Linked DNA regions of Hordeum vulgare: region 2 is linked to region 1. The links are chromatin contacts, called in public Hi-C maps. All regions are on one chromosome and are shown on one strand. The core of a region is the stretch at or near the end of the contact, and the rest is flanking DNA. Distances in the headings are between cores, read along the strand shown. Region 1 has its middle 140 kb from the start of LOC123425873. Region 2 holds the start of LOC123425532 (NADP-dependent glyceraldehyde-3-phosphate dehydrogenase).

Region 1 (6,823 bases), core at 1,390-3,889:
CAGATATCGCATGGGGAAGGAAGTCCTAGTCGTCAGGAGGCTTTGCGTTAAGCGTCCCAAGTTAATCTGGTTGCAACGGATGGGCACGAACGAGCTCTTGTGAAAGTTGGTGCAGGGACTCGTGACCTCTCTGAAGCCCTACAAAATGCTTGCGAAGTTGTCCACATATTTTTTATTGGTACCAAGAATACGACAACATCGTCTGCGTAGAGATATGTCCTCATCATGGGGCCTCTTCCTCTGAGCTTGTGAAGGAGCCCCTTGCTCGTGGCCACATCAAGAATTCTTTGAAGAGGGTCAATTGCGATGACGAAGAGGAGCTGTGATGCGGGGTCCCCCTACCGCAGGCCTTGTCCAGGCTTGATTGGGCATCCGCCAATACCGTTGAGGATGATCCTCGAAGAGGATGAGGAGAGTAGGACCGCGATCGAGTCCCTGAATTTGCATGGGAAGCCTCGTCACTGTAGCAAGTCAAGCAAGTATTCCCACTTGACGGTGTTAAAAGCCTTACGGATATCGAGCTTGAAAAGGAGGGACGGGGTTTTGCTCTTGTGGAGACGCCTATCAAGGTTTCGCACGTATAAGAAGTTGTCATGAATGCAAATTTCAATTGCCACGGAGGCAAGTCAGGAAGGGAGACGCGGTTTGGGAAAGAAGAGGAGAGCGTGAGAGACTGACAGCGCGTCCTTCCATTTGGGCTGGGAGGAAAATTGTTTACTCATAAGCTGGACCAATGCTTAGTAGTAAAATAAAAAAGTTCACTTTTGGAAGGGGGAGGGGGTGTCGCAAACCGCTTTGCCCTCCACGAGGCTCCACCAATGCAGACAGTGACTGGAAGCCTTGGACATTTGTGACGGGTTTAAGAGGTTCAATTGAATCGTTCCATTTGACTGGTCAATAATTGAACGTCTTGTCCACACGTTTGACAACCGAACGTCCCGTCCAAACGTTTGACACGGGTTTAAGAGGTCCATCTATATATGTTCTTAGCCACGTATATATGTTATGCTTTTCTTTTATGGTAAAACTATCTGGCGAACGCTGGGATTGAAATCCCAACAAACGCCCCCGAGGCACATGATCTAGATCAAATGGATAGTAGTTTTAGACGACTTTTGTAGTAAAAAAATAAACAATGGTGAGCTCTCGTGCTGCGGGCGTCATCGACACTCGTCATAACTATCGTGGTGTGAATTTTGATAGAAAGAGAGGGGGAGGAACAAAGCCTCGAGACGCATGGGGGGATAACATGTGGAAGTATTCAGGTTCAGCCCCCTCACGATGGAGGTAAAACCTCTAATCTTCTTCGCCATAGTGTTCTTGCATATATGTATTTATGTGCGTTTGGTTGTAGGGACATGCTAGGGTGGTTAAGGGCATTCCCAACCACCTAGTTAGGGATAGCCATTTTTTTGTTTGGTTGAAAGGATGGTGTTATCCCATGTTCTGTTTGGTTTGAGGGATATAAATGAAGGGGAGGAGTGGCGGCGCGGAGGAAGGAGACGATCAGCTGGTAACAGAGGAAGGGGAGGAGCGGCAGCGCGGAGGAAGGAGACGGCCGACTGGTGAGAGAGGAAGGGGAGGAGCTGCGTCGCGGAGGGCGGAGAGGAGCGGCCGGCGGCGCGGAGGTAGGAGAGGAGCGGCCGACGGCGCGAAGGAAGGAGAAGAATGGACGGCGGCGCGCACGGCGAAGAGGAGCGACCGGCGACGCGGAGGGCGGAGAGGAGCGGCCGACGGCGCGGAGGTAGGAGAGGAGCGGCCGACGACGCGATGAAAGGAGAGGAATGGACGGCGGCGCGCAAGGCGAAGAGGAGCGGCCGGCGGCGCGGAGGTAGGAGAGGAGCGGCCGACGACGCGGAGGAAGGAGAGGAACGAAAGGCGACGCGGAGGGCGGAGTGGAGCGGCGGGTGGCGCGGACGACGGAGAGGAGCGGCGGGTGGCCCGGAGGGCGGAGAGGAGCGGCCGGCGCCGCGGAGGGCGGAGAGGAGGGATGCTGCGGCGACCCCCCGTTTTGGGCGGTTGACCCCATCCCCTTTTTGAGGAAATATTCTTAGCATGTGGCTACCCTTGTCCTTCCTCGCCTCGGATCCAAACAAATGGCATCCCTCACATAGAAGGGATATCCTTGTCATTCGGAGAATATCTGTGCAAGCAAACACACCCTACCAATGGGTTGGTTATACATAGTCCACCATCCCCTCGCATACTACCGTACTAATTAATTAATTTTAGCATTTATACATGTCCACTACTAATTGTAGCATATGTTTTGATGATTAGATTAGCAACGTTCTAAGAGAAGCAATTTTTTAATATTGAAGATTCTTCAAAGATTGTTGATATTTTTGAAAATTTGTATTCTTTAGAAAACAAAAAAAATGGAAAACAAAGAATACACTAAAGAAAGAACGAACATAAAACTGGTTGAAGAACCTTCTGGAAAGTTCCAAAAATCGTCCACAAAGGTTCCCAAGACCAGAACCGTATGTAAATTGTTTTATAAGTGTATATTAACGGTTGTAGTGCGATTTTTGGCTAAAATAAAAACGACCATATGAGGTCTGTAGCAATTATACACAGGTATTGGAACCAAACCGACAATCCAAGCGTGCCCTAAATGGTCGGCCAATTATAGCATCGCTATCTCCATGCATGTCCGGTTCAACGTTAACCTGCCGCATGGGGCGTCATATAGGAATTGCACAGCACTAATCGTATATTCGGTGCTTGAGACGTTTGTTTCTTCGAAAATTGCAAACGGACGCCCATTTTTCTTTCTTTTTGTTGTTGGCTAGTAATATTTCACAAAAAAAAGTGCGGCCAACGGGAACAAACGCGCAGGACCTTCTATTGGATGCATTGTGCCTTCAATAGCTGTAGCTTCGCATAGGCCGGGGAAAAGCGACTGGGCCACTGCCGCTAGCGAATCGACTGTACCGGGCCAGTTAATCAGCTTGTTTTCTTTTCTATTTTTATTTACTTATTTTCCTTTTCATTTTTTCTTTTTTCTCTTATTCTTTATGTTCTATTGTGTTTCTCTTTCTCTTTTTTCAAAAATCTTACCATTTTGAAGTTTTTTGACTTTCTGAAACTTAAACAGCTTTCGTATTTACAAACACAGGTTATAATTGAAATTTTATTGAATATCTAAAGAAATTTTAAAAACACAAAGAAATTTATTAACAGGAGCATTTTAAAAACTTAGAACATGTTTAAAAAAAATAAATTATTTTGAAATATGTAAACAATATTTGAAGCAGGAACATTTTTTCAACATATGTATACTGTTTGAAACACAATTGTTTTTGAATTTACGTACATTTTTTGAAAAGGGAAACATTATTTAGAAAATGAAGAACATTTTCGAAAACTCCCCAACATTTTTAGAATTGCTGAACAAAGTTTGAATTGTTTTCAATTTGTGAATAAATTAAAAACAAATAGAAATGTTTTTTGTAAAACAGGAACATTTTTTATAAAAATGTGAAAACAAGAATATTTTATGAATATTGTGACCAATTTATGAAAAAAGTAACATTTTTTGAAATTTGTAAATAATTTTTGAACTGAGAATATTTTTCAACTTATGTACACTTTTTGAAACACGAACATTTTTTGAATTTACGTACATTTAAAAAAAACTATTCTAAAAAGATGAAGAATTTTTTCTAAAATTCCTGAACATTTTCGAATCATGAACATTTTTAGAATTGGTGAACAAAATTTGAGGAACGTATGAATTAGGGTAATTTCAAATCATGAACATTTTCAAATCATAAACGCGTCGATAATTTCAAAACTGTTCTTAAACTATAATGAATTAGGAGGATGTTCTACATGAAAAAGTTGCGCCTCATCGATATCATTTCAACACTGTATCATTTGCTTCGTTCCGACGAGCGGTTTGAATTTTTTTTATGAAAATACGCTCGCTGCAACACGTAGACAGTGGCATTGTTTTCAAAATTCATTTACAACCATAAGGAATCTTAACAAATGACCAACGTATGAAAATTGCTCTTATTCCACAGTTTTTCAACTTTGTATCGTACGCCTCGTTCCAATGAACCGCTTATAAACTGCAGCAAAAAACGTACAAAAAATCGATAATCTTAAAAAACAGAATTCTGTTTTCTTAGTAAATTTAATATTACTCTCAAACTGTAGGGAATTAGAGAATAAAATATATATGAAAAAGTTACGCCCCGATGATACCTTTCAAGCGCCATATCGTTTACTTCATTCCGACGAGCAGTTTAGAAAAAAAACGCGAAAATACACTCGTTGCATCCCGTCATCCGCTCACTATTTTTGAAACTGCTCTTAAACCATGATAAATCTCAAAAAGTGTTTAACATGACGAAGTTGGAAATTTTCCGTAGCAATCCAACGTATATTATACACCTTGTTCGGTCAAACGGTTTAAAAACTGAAGCAAAATCGGTGTTTAAAAACGCGTGCAGTTTTTTCTGTGACATTACAATGCTGGTTTGATATGAATATAGTGCACTAGCATTGAACGTGTAGTTGAAAAGTGTTTGCTGAATAACTATTCTGCTAATATTAGCAGAACAGATCTATATTTTTTATTTTTTACATCAAATTTTAAGTAATGGATCAATATTAATGTAACTATTTGTATTCCAAATGTAATTTATATACGAAACGGTCATAAGATTACCTAGATGAAGAAATAGACTTGTTTTGCATCCGAGTGAGAAATAGACTTTATATATATATATATATATATATATATATATATATATATATATATATATATATATATATACCACCACGTAGTTAACATCACTTACGTTTTGTATGTTGTATGTAGTATCTATCAAATCAAAGAGTATGTACACGTAATATATAGTATATATAATAATGTTTAGGTAGTATATATACTATCTTTTTGATAATATATATCATATTTTGTGTATGCTCTTTTTTACATACAAATATATACATATTTTACAAATATAACAAAAATTATGGGTTAACTTGTAATTTTTTAGTGTAAGTCACTTTAAAACATCTTCTATATATTATATGAACATAGATAAAATAATAAATTAGTATACACACTACCACATGATAGTATATGGAACATGTGGGGGTAACTATCCCTGAGTGGTAGGATGTATTTCTGCTATATATATAGAAACTCTATGCATCACTTAGGATGCAGAATAATATATTCTTCATCCGAGATAATCTTACAATCAATTTATAAAAAAATTACATTTAAAATACAAATAGTTACATTTATATTGAAGCACAACGTCAAATTTAACAAAAGAAAAACAAAAACATAGGTCACAAGACCAGAAAACATTAAATTTCTTGTATTTTTTGCACTATTTTTATATGATCGTAATTTTACATGACAAAAAATATTTTTACGTTGATTATATTTTTTACGGTCTCTTTTTACGTATAAAATAAGACAAAATTTACGGAATGTAAAATTATGGTGCATTGGTATTAAAAATAGAGGGGGTGAAGAATAACTATTCCTCACCCAGGGTAACGAATAGCGCGACCCTATATATCAAAGTTATTCTTCACCGGAGGTAATCTTACGATCATTTCATAAATAACTTACATCTGCAATGCAAAAATTTACATTTATATTGATTCTCTACGTAAAGTTTGACATAAGAAAACAAAATATAGGTCATAAGACCAGAAACATCGTATTTTATGTATATTTTACAATGTATTTTTGTATTTATAATTTTAAATGACATAAAATATTTTTTACGATGAATATATATTTTCTTACGGTCTTTTTTTACGTATAAAATACGATAAAATTTACAGAATTTAAACTTGCGATGCGTTGATATGAAAAAAGAAGGCGGTGAAGAATAACTATTGCTCATCCAGGGTGACTAATATTCAATCCTTGTAAGCGATGGTGGTTGTCGTGTGGCACTTACTCACGCGGTTATCGGGGATGCTTCGATCTATGGGTCCGCTTGGTCCATCACTTTCACCAACAACGAGAGACGTTAATTAATTTGACCGAGAACGATATTAATTTTTTGTTTGTCTCACGGTATAGGTCAAGGTGTGAGATTACATAATAGCGCATGTGTACACTGAATCCATCCAACTTGAACGAAGTGGTGGTGGTGGTGGGGGAGGGGGGGCGAGCACATAAACGACATGTAGTGAACCTCTTGCTGTGTCTGGGGAATTAATGTGCAATTTTTAACGCATGCACCACATCAATGTTGTGCATTGTGTATTCAACGTATATGAATAGATCACGCACCTCCATAAATATGTTTGGGACACATGCATGCAATAGTTGTCTTTGGACACTCTTACTCGCTTGGTTATCGACGACAAGCCTATGTATATATTCGTGGGCCTGCGTGCATGTCCATCATTTCGACCGACGACGAGAAAGGTTACCAGGGTAGATTATTGTTCTTTGGTTCGTGTTACCGTATAGTAGGTCGATCAATCCATGCCTAAATGAGTTTGAGCGCATGCTACGTGTCGAGAACCCTCGCTCGGTGTGGGGATTTTACGGTTCCAAAGCAAGGTACCACATCAAATTTGCGCATTGGTCAAATTTGCACATCAAATTTGCGCATTGGTCAAATTTATACCACATACCACTTTCATATATATATATATATATATATATATATATATATATATATATATATATATATATATATATATATATCTTTGGGCCACATGCACAAAGTGGGTTTTGTCTTGAGGCACCCCTGGCAAGGTTATCTGTGACAAGCTAGCCCATTTTGCAAAGTCGTGTGGAGGTCCATTGCTTTGACCAACAACGTGC
Region 2 (6,838 bases), core at 2,830-5,329, 200 kb after region 1:
GATTAGATGGGGCAAAGACAAGAACACCCCATATAGCCGTTGCAGACAATTTGTGGATCCTTGTTTGGAAGATTGTTGTGTGGAAGGAGAAGGCAGCAACTTTAATGGATGTGTGTTTGGTTTTCCAGGGAATGCTGGGAATGTGGGGAACATTAGCAGTAGGATGAAGACAACGACGCCTTGTAAAGCTCTTTCTAGTCCAAGTTTCCAATAACTCTTTGCTATACTCCAATATCCCATCGCCCATGTATTTATTAAATATATGCAAGAGCATATCTATCCACTTCTTATTTCTCAACAATTCCGGATTAATAAAGGGTTAAATCTTAATCAATTAGTATTTATATCAGTAGGATAACCATCAGAGCTCTATAGGATAGTCATATGAGTTTGGTGAACCTAACTAACTATCATTCATAACAGTTGTATGTCTATTAGAGCTTTATAGGATAGTCATGCGAGTTTGATGAACCAAACTAGCTATCCTGCATAACAACTATCATACATTCGAAAGAGCTACATAACATGTGAGGAAATATTTTTATCCACCTCATAATTCCCAACGACCATGGCAAGTTGTGAATGGATTCAATGTGAATAAGAGCTTAGGGTATATGAGAGTTAATTTATTTAGTTTAAACAATGTAACATGGTGATATGTTGAACCATCGAACCATATATTGATTTATATTAAAGAACAAATAAAATGAAGTAAGAACTAAATTTAAAACAAAATACTAATGTTTTGTAAGAAAGAATGAATTAGTGGTTTCGGTATTACCCTTTCAAAACAAAGATATGAAATAAAACTAAAACTAAAACAAAATCAAAATAGTGAAGTTTTCTAAGTAAGAATGAATTAGTGGCATTTGGATTGCCCTTTAAGAAGAAAGAAATTATAAAAATTAAAAGTAATAAAATTTGCACACAATAAAGACAAAAAATTGCGCTTTTGAATAATATGCAAGAATATGCATATGGTAGTGAAGTTTTTGCACAAATAAATTGTCTAAGAGACAGTGAACCAGTGGCATTGGTATTACCCTTAAAGAAGAACAAAATAAACTAGTAATTTAAAAATAAAATAATGAAGTTTTATAAGGAAAATGACTTAGTAACACTAGTATTAACCTTTAAGAGGAAAGAAAATGAAATAAAAGAAAATTTAAATAATAAGATTTTCTAAGAAAAAATGAAATTTTGGCATTGGTTTAACCTTTAAGAAGAAGTAAAATAAATAAAGAGTTTAAAACAATGAAAAAAATGTGCACACAATATACACAAATATTGCCCTTTTTTAAAATATGCAAGAATAAACATATAATAGTGATTTTTTGCAAAAATTAAATTCTAAGAAGGAATGAATTAGTGACATTGGTATTACCCTTAAAGAAGAAAGGAAATGAAATAATATCTAATCAAAATAATAATAAATTTTATAAGGAACAATGAATTTTGGCGTCATTCATATTACACTTTAAGAAGGAAGATAATGAAAAAAGTTAAAAAAGAAACTTGCACACAACTTTTTAGTGTAATTGCACTTTTGATAGTATAGAATAAAAAAATCATATAATAGTGTAATTTTCACACGTATTTTTTAAAACATAGTACAGATGCAAGCGCATATATAAATACGCATACACTCACGTCTATGAACGCACATAAGCATACCCTACTCCTATGAGCACCTTCGAGAGACTGAGTTGACATATCATCTTGAGATTTACGAAGTCATCGTAGGCGCCTAGTCATCGACGGAAACGTCTCCTCTGACTGAATGCGCATCGCTGGAATCCTAAAATAAATTCAGGAATAATGCGAGTACGAGGACTTGACCCTGATGGGTTGGGGATACCACTGCTCCTCTAACCATCCAACCACAAGTTGGTTCACTATTGTTTTTGTATATACATTTACACTCACCCAATATCCTAAAAACAATAATCCTACACCTACACAAAATGGTTACGCACTCTTACGTAACTTCCTCTAATCTAATATTTTCTCCCCCTCGATTCTCGTAGGTGGGGCCTGGGTCACTTTTTGCTCCAATTAAACCATGCCAACTCAACCTTCGCGTAGGTTTACGTAGGTCCTGTACGTAGATGTAGTAAATCCCTTCTAAAAATACCCACAGAAGAAAATAACAATAAAGAAAAACAAAATACAAATGGAGAAATGCATCCAAACAAGGAAACATAGAAAGAAACAAAGGGAGGGAGGGAGGGGAGTTCCTATACGTCGCCCTAAGCGCCGGTTAGACAAACCGGCGCCTGCAGGGCTCCTTCTCGTGGGCCGGCCCATGTTGAATGTGTTAGTCCTTAAAATTCGAAAAAAGTTCATAGATTTTAAAAAAAAATCACATTTGCGAAAAAATCTCAATGACTATAAAGAAAGTTCACCCATTTTTGAAATATGTTTATGTATTTTCAAAAAGTTCACAAAATTCGAATATTAAATTATTGATTTTCAAAAAAAAGCTCATCAGTTTTTAAAAACAGTTCACTGATTTTGAAAAAAGTTCACGAATTTTAAATTATGTTCTCCGATTTTATAAAAGTTCAAAATTTTTAAAAAACATCAATTTTCAAAAAAGTTCATTAATTTAAAAAAAGAGTGCACGGGCTAAAACACGATCTGACTCTAAACGGGCTGGCCTTCGAAGTGCTGCAGACGTCGGTTAGCAAAATTTACCTTTAACCGGCATCTGCGGTGCTAAAATAGGATTTCCTGAGAGGGAGGGCTGGGCAGAATAGTTAATGGGCTTTAGGCCAGTAGCAAATTGACTACCCGAATATGCGGTCAGCCAAAAAACTAGCCAAGCTCACAAAACAGCCACCAAAAAAAGCAGAGCAGAGAACTCAAAGAAGAAAAAATCGACTTACCCGAAAATAATTTTCAGCCCACTGGCATATACTCCCTCCGTTCCTAAATATAAGTTTTTTTAGATATTTCATTAGGAGACTACATACGAAGGAAAATACACTTTAAAATATGTCTATATACATCCATATATAGTCCATTAGTGAAACTTTTAAAAAGACTTATATTTAGGAACGGAGGGAGTACTACCTAAAGCGTGTTTGTTTTTATTCGCAAGGAACGAAATTTCATCGTAAAATGAACTCAAGTGTATCGAGTATAGGCATGATGAGCCGTGGGTATGTCACCAGTCAGTTGCAGTCACGCGAGTAGCGTCGTTTCAGTTCCTCCGTTTCCTGTACCTCACAAATACAGTAACAAATTGACGACGGCCAGGTTCGTACCGGCCGGCCGGGGCTCTCCATGACCGCGCATCACTTCTTTCCCGCAGACGGCATTCCATTCGGTTTCAAGGCGCTATCGATCCGGACGAGGCCTGGGCCTCAACCTGTTTTTAGTTACGTATATACCAATCATGTCGTGGCGGTTCGCCGCCCAACATCACGAACGCGACTCCACCGGTACCTCGAGCACGCCGAGCGTACGTGGACGCCGCCGGCGCCAGCCACCGTCCCTTCCCGGAGAATGGAGCTGGGCCGCGGCGTGCGCGCACTCACGGTGGTCCATGGCAGCAGTGGCAATGGCACGGTCCCGGGCGTTCAAACTGCCCGGATTGGGCAGCGGGTTGGAGTGGTTGATACGTGTGGCGGGAGGGAGCTCGATGATTTCCTGACTTACTCCCTCCGTTCCTAAATATAATTTTTTTAAACGATTTCATTAAGGGTCTACATACAAAACAAAATGATTAAACTTATACTCTAAAATATTTTTATATACATCCGAATGTAGTCCATTAGTGAAATTTCTAGAAAGACTTATATTTAAAAACGGAGGGAGTACCATTGACGGCCAGAGGGATGGCCCCGAACCCGGCCGCACACACAGATCACACAGCTCAGGTGAGTCTGCGGCAACTGGATCTGCCACCCGTATAGGCGCACGAGGTTTTCTCCCGCGTCGCGTGGTAGTACGTACTCCTCGCTTCTCCGTCCGCTTCCTCGCTTCTCCATCACACCCGTCGCAGCCGACCACCCGCCCACGCGTGGCCATCATCCTCCTCCTCCTCCGCTCTCTACTTAATCCCGCCCCGCCACCGCTGCACCACTCGCGCACCCATCAGCACCAACCACCGCTCCCCCCGAGCCCCTCACCGCCAGTAGCACTACCACACAACACATCGCTAGTAGCTAACCAGTAACCAGTGTGCACCACCACCACACACCGCACGTCCATCCACTTGCTTTTTCTTCTTCTTCTTCCCCGATGGCGGGGACGGGGGTGTTCGCGGACGTGCTGGACGGGGAGGTCTACAAGTACTACGCCGACGGGGAGTGGCGCGCGTCCGCCTCCGGCAAGACAGTCGCCATCGTCAACCCCACCACCCGCCAGACGCAGTACAGGGTGCAAGGTGCCGCGCTTGATCCTCCTCTTGTTTATTCTTTCCGGCCAACAGAACTATGCGCTAGCTGACTCTCAGGACTCAGGAGCAGTGTGACCTGGCTGTGTGAGCGGCTAAGCTGTGCATCTTGGTCCTGGGAAAGACCCTGGAGCAGTTTTAACATGCTCCCTGAAGTGATTGAATGCTTGAGCCTGAGAGTGCTCTGCTCTGAGAGCCTCAGAGTGCTCTGCTCTGCTGCCTGAAGTAATTGAATGCTTGACGGTGACTTATTAGTGTCGTTGAAATCTTTCGATACTTACGAAGCAAACATAAGTTTCATCGGTGCAACTAATACTGTACTCCGCACGCACTCACCATCAGTTTTACGAATTGACCGATGTCTCTTTCGATTCTTAAAATCTTTAATGACCCCTGACCCCTGTTAAATGAACTTGATGAGAATTTTCCAGAGTATAGAAATCAACTTTTGAACCTGACTTATATAATTCGCTGAGCAATGTGGTCAGAAATCGTTCAAAACAGAAGCTCCATGGTGATGGTAGGACCGCGTATATCATATACGGAGTATAATCCATGTAGCACTGTTGCGTAGAATCGTATGACAAAATCCAGATTCCTAGAGCTTCTGTTGCTGATGAGAAATTTGGTTTGGCCGCCCTTCTTCAGCATGTACACAGGAGGAGGTGAACAAGGTGATGGACGCCGCCAAGGTGGCGCAGAAGGCGTGGGCGCGGACTCCTCTGTGGAAGCGCGCGGAACTCCTCCACAAGGCGGCGGCCATCCTCAAGGAGCACAAGACCCCGATCGCCGAGTGCCTGGTCAAGGAGATTGCCAAGCCGGCCAAGGATGCCGTTTCTGAGGTCACCAGCGTTTGCACTGTCCATGTGTCCCCCTTCTGCTGCTGTCGTTGAGAACTACGCCTCCGTCCAGAATTACTTGTCGCACAAATGAATAAAAATGAATGTATCTATAACTAAAATATATCTAGATACATCCATTCTTATGACAAGTATTTCCGGACGGAGGGAGTTCTAGTGTTCTTCTTCTTCCGATGCTAAGAGACAAGAGATGCTTGGTTTGGTTTGATATATAGGTGGTGCGGTCTGGCGATTTGGTGTCGTACACAGCCGAGGAGGGCGTCCGGATACTAGGGGAGGGCAAGCTGCTGGTATCTGATAGCTTCCCCGGTAATGAGCGCAACAAGTACTGTTTGAGCTCCAAGGTACACCTGCTCAGATATCTGATCTGATAAATCATCCGTGGTTACTACACTAATGAAACATCCATGTTATCTTGCCCTGCATCTCATGCCATCTCACTCGTAAAGGTACCCCTTGGAGTAGTTTTGGCAATCCCACCATTTAACTATCCTGTCAACCTGGCGGTTTCTAAGATTGGCCCAGCGCTAATTGCTGGAAATTCTCTTGTGCTCAAGCCTCCAACTCAGGTATATGATTTCATTTCTGCATTTTAATCTTATTAGAAAAGATTTATCTGAATTCTGAAGTGCTACTGTGCGAAATCAGGGCGCGGTGGCAGCCCTCCATATGGTACACTGCTTTCACCTGGCCGGTTTCCCAAAGGGCCTGATTAGTTGTGTTACTGGGAAGGGTTCTGAAATAGGTGATTTTCTTACAATGCATCCCGGAGTCAACTGCATAAGGTGAATAATGACTTGCTTCTGCTTCTAGCATTTGTATTTTCAACGAGACGAAAAATTCATATTTTTGTTTGTTTCTTAGTTTCACGGGAGGCGATACCGGTATAGCCATTTCGAAGAAGGCCGGGATGGTCCCGCTTCAGATGGAACTCGGAGGAAAAGATGCCTGCATTGTGCTAGAGGATGCGGACCTCGATCTAGTCGCAGCAAACATAGTAAAAGGAGGCTTCTCATACAGGTACTGAGATAAGAAAATTGATCGTGTGGTGTTTCATAGGGCTAGACCACACATGTTGAATTTATTGGGGATCTGGAATTTGTTGAATTTATGGCCTGCCATTTCTTAGAAGAGTCACAAGCAACAACTGGAAATGGATATACCATCTTCGCTAACAGAACACATGTCATCCAAGTTGTGCCATGTATAACAGATAGTGGTGTCATATGCTTTTCCTTAGCTCACATAGTCACATGCTCCCATCCTCATGTCATAACTCATACTGTTTATTGTGAGTATTGTTGAACATTGTGTCTTTTTTTGTTTCAGTTTATGCTTGTGCTTTATTTCTTTCTACTGTCTATCTCATCTTATTTGCACCCATGGCGCTCCTTGAAGTTACACTCACATATATATGCCATGAACTTGTGATCAACATAGTGGCCAGAGGTGCACTGCAGTCAAAGTGGTTCTGATCATGGAAGTCGTGGCTGACGCCGTCGTGGAGAAGGTCAATGCCAAACTGGCAAAGCTGAAAGTTGGCCCACCAGAGGATGACTGTGATATCACCCCAGTT

What was found. A called contact is a pair of places that touch in the nucleus more often than the background predicts.
Region 2: a Hi-C map of leaf shows a contact between it and region 1, with 2.7 times the contacts expected there. The contact joins the promoter of LOC123425532 here to the enhancer-like site in region 1. A contact is called at or near these places in 2 of 6 Hi-C or Micro-C datasets (leaf and seedling).

The regions. Positions count from the first base shown.
Region 1 is chr2H:133,745,297-133,752,119 of MorexV3_pseudomolecules_assembly, forward strand. No RefSeq gene overlaps it. Among protein-coding and RNA genes, the nearest start is that of LOC123425873, 140 kb to the left of the region's middle. Within about 2 kb of position 2,640, at least 2 of the 3 cell types and tissues checked have open chromatin away from gene starts, as enhancers often do. A contact at or near this core is called in leaf, where this site is marked.
Region 2 is chr2H:133,945,774-133,952,611 of MorexV3_pseudomolecules_assembly, forward strand. LOC123425532 (NADP-dependent glyceraldehyde-3-phosphate dehydrogenase) reads left to right here and starts at 4,080. Exons shown (of 9, transcript XM_045109221.1): 1 at 4,080-4,393; 2 at 5,051-5,244; 3 at 5,478-5,606; 4 at 5,712-5,831; 5 at 5,911-6,047; 6 at 6,127-6,282; 7 at 6,703-6,838. The coding sequence starts at 4,249.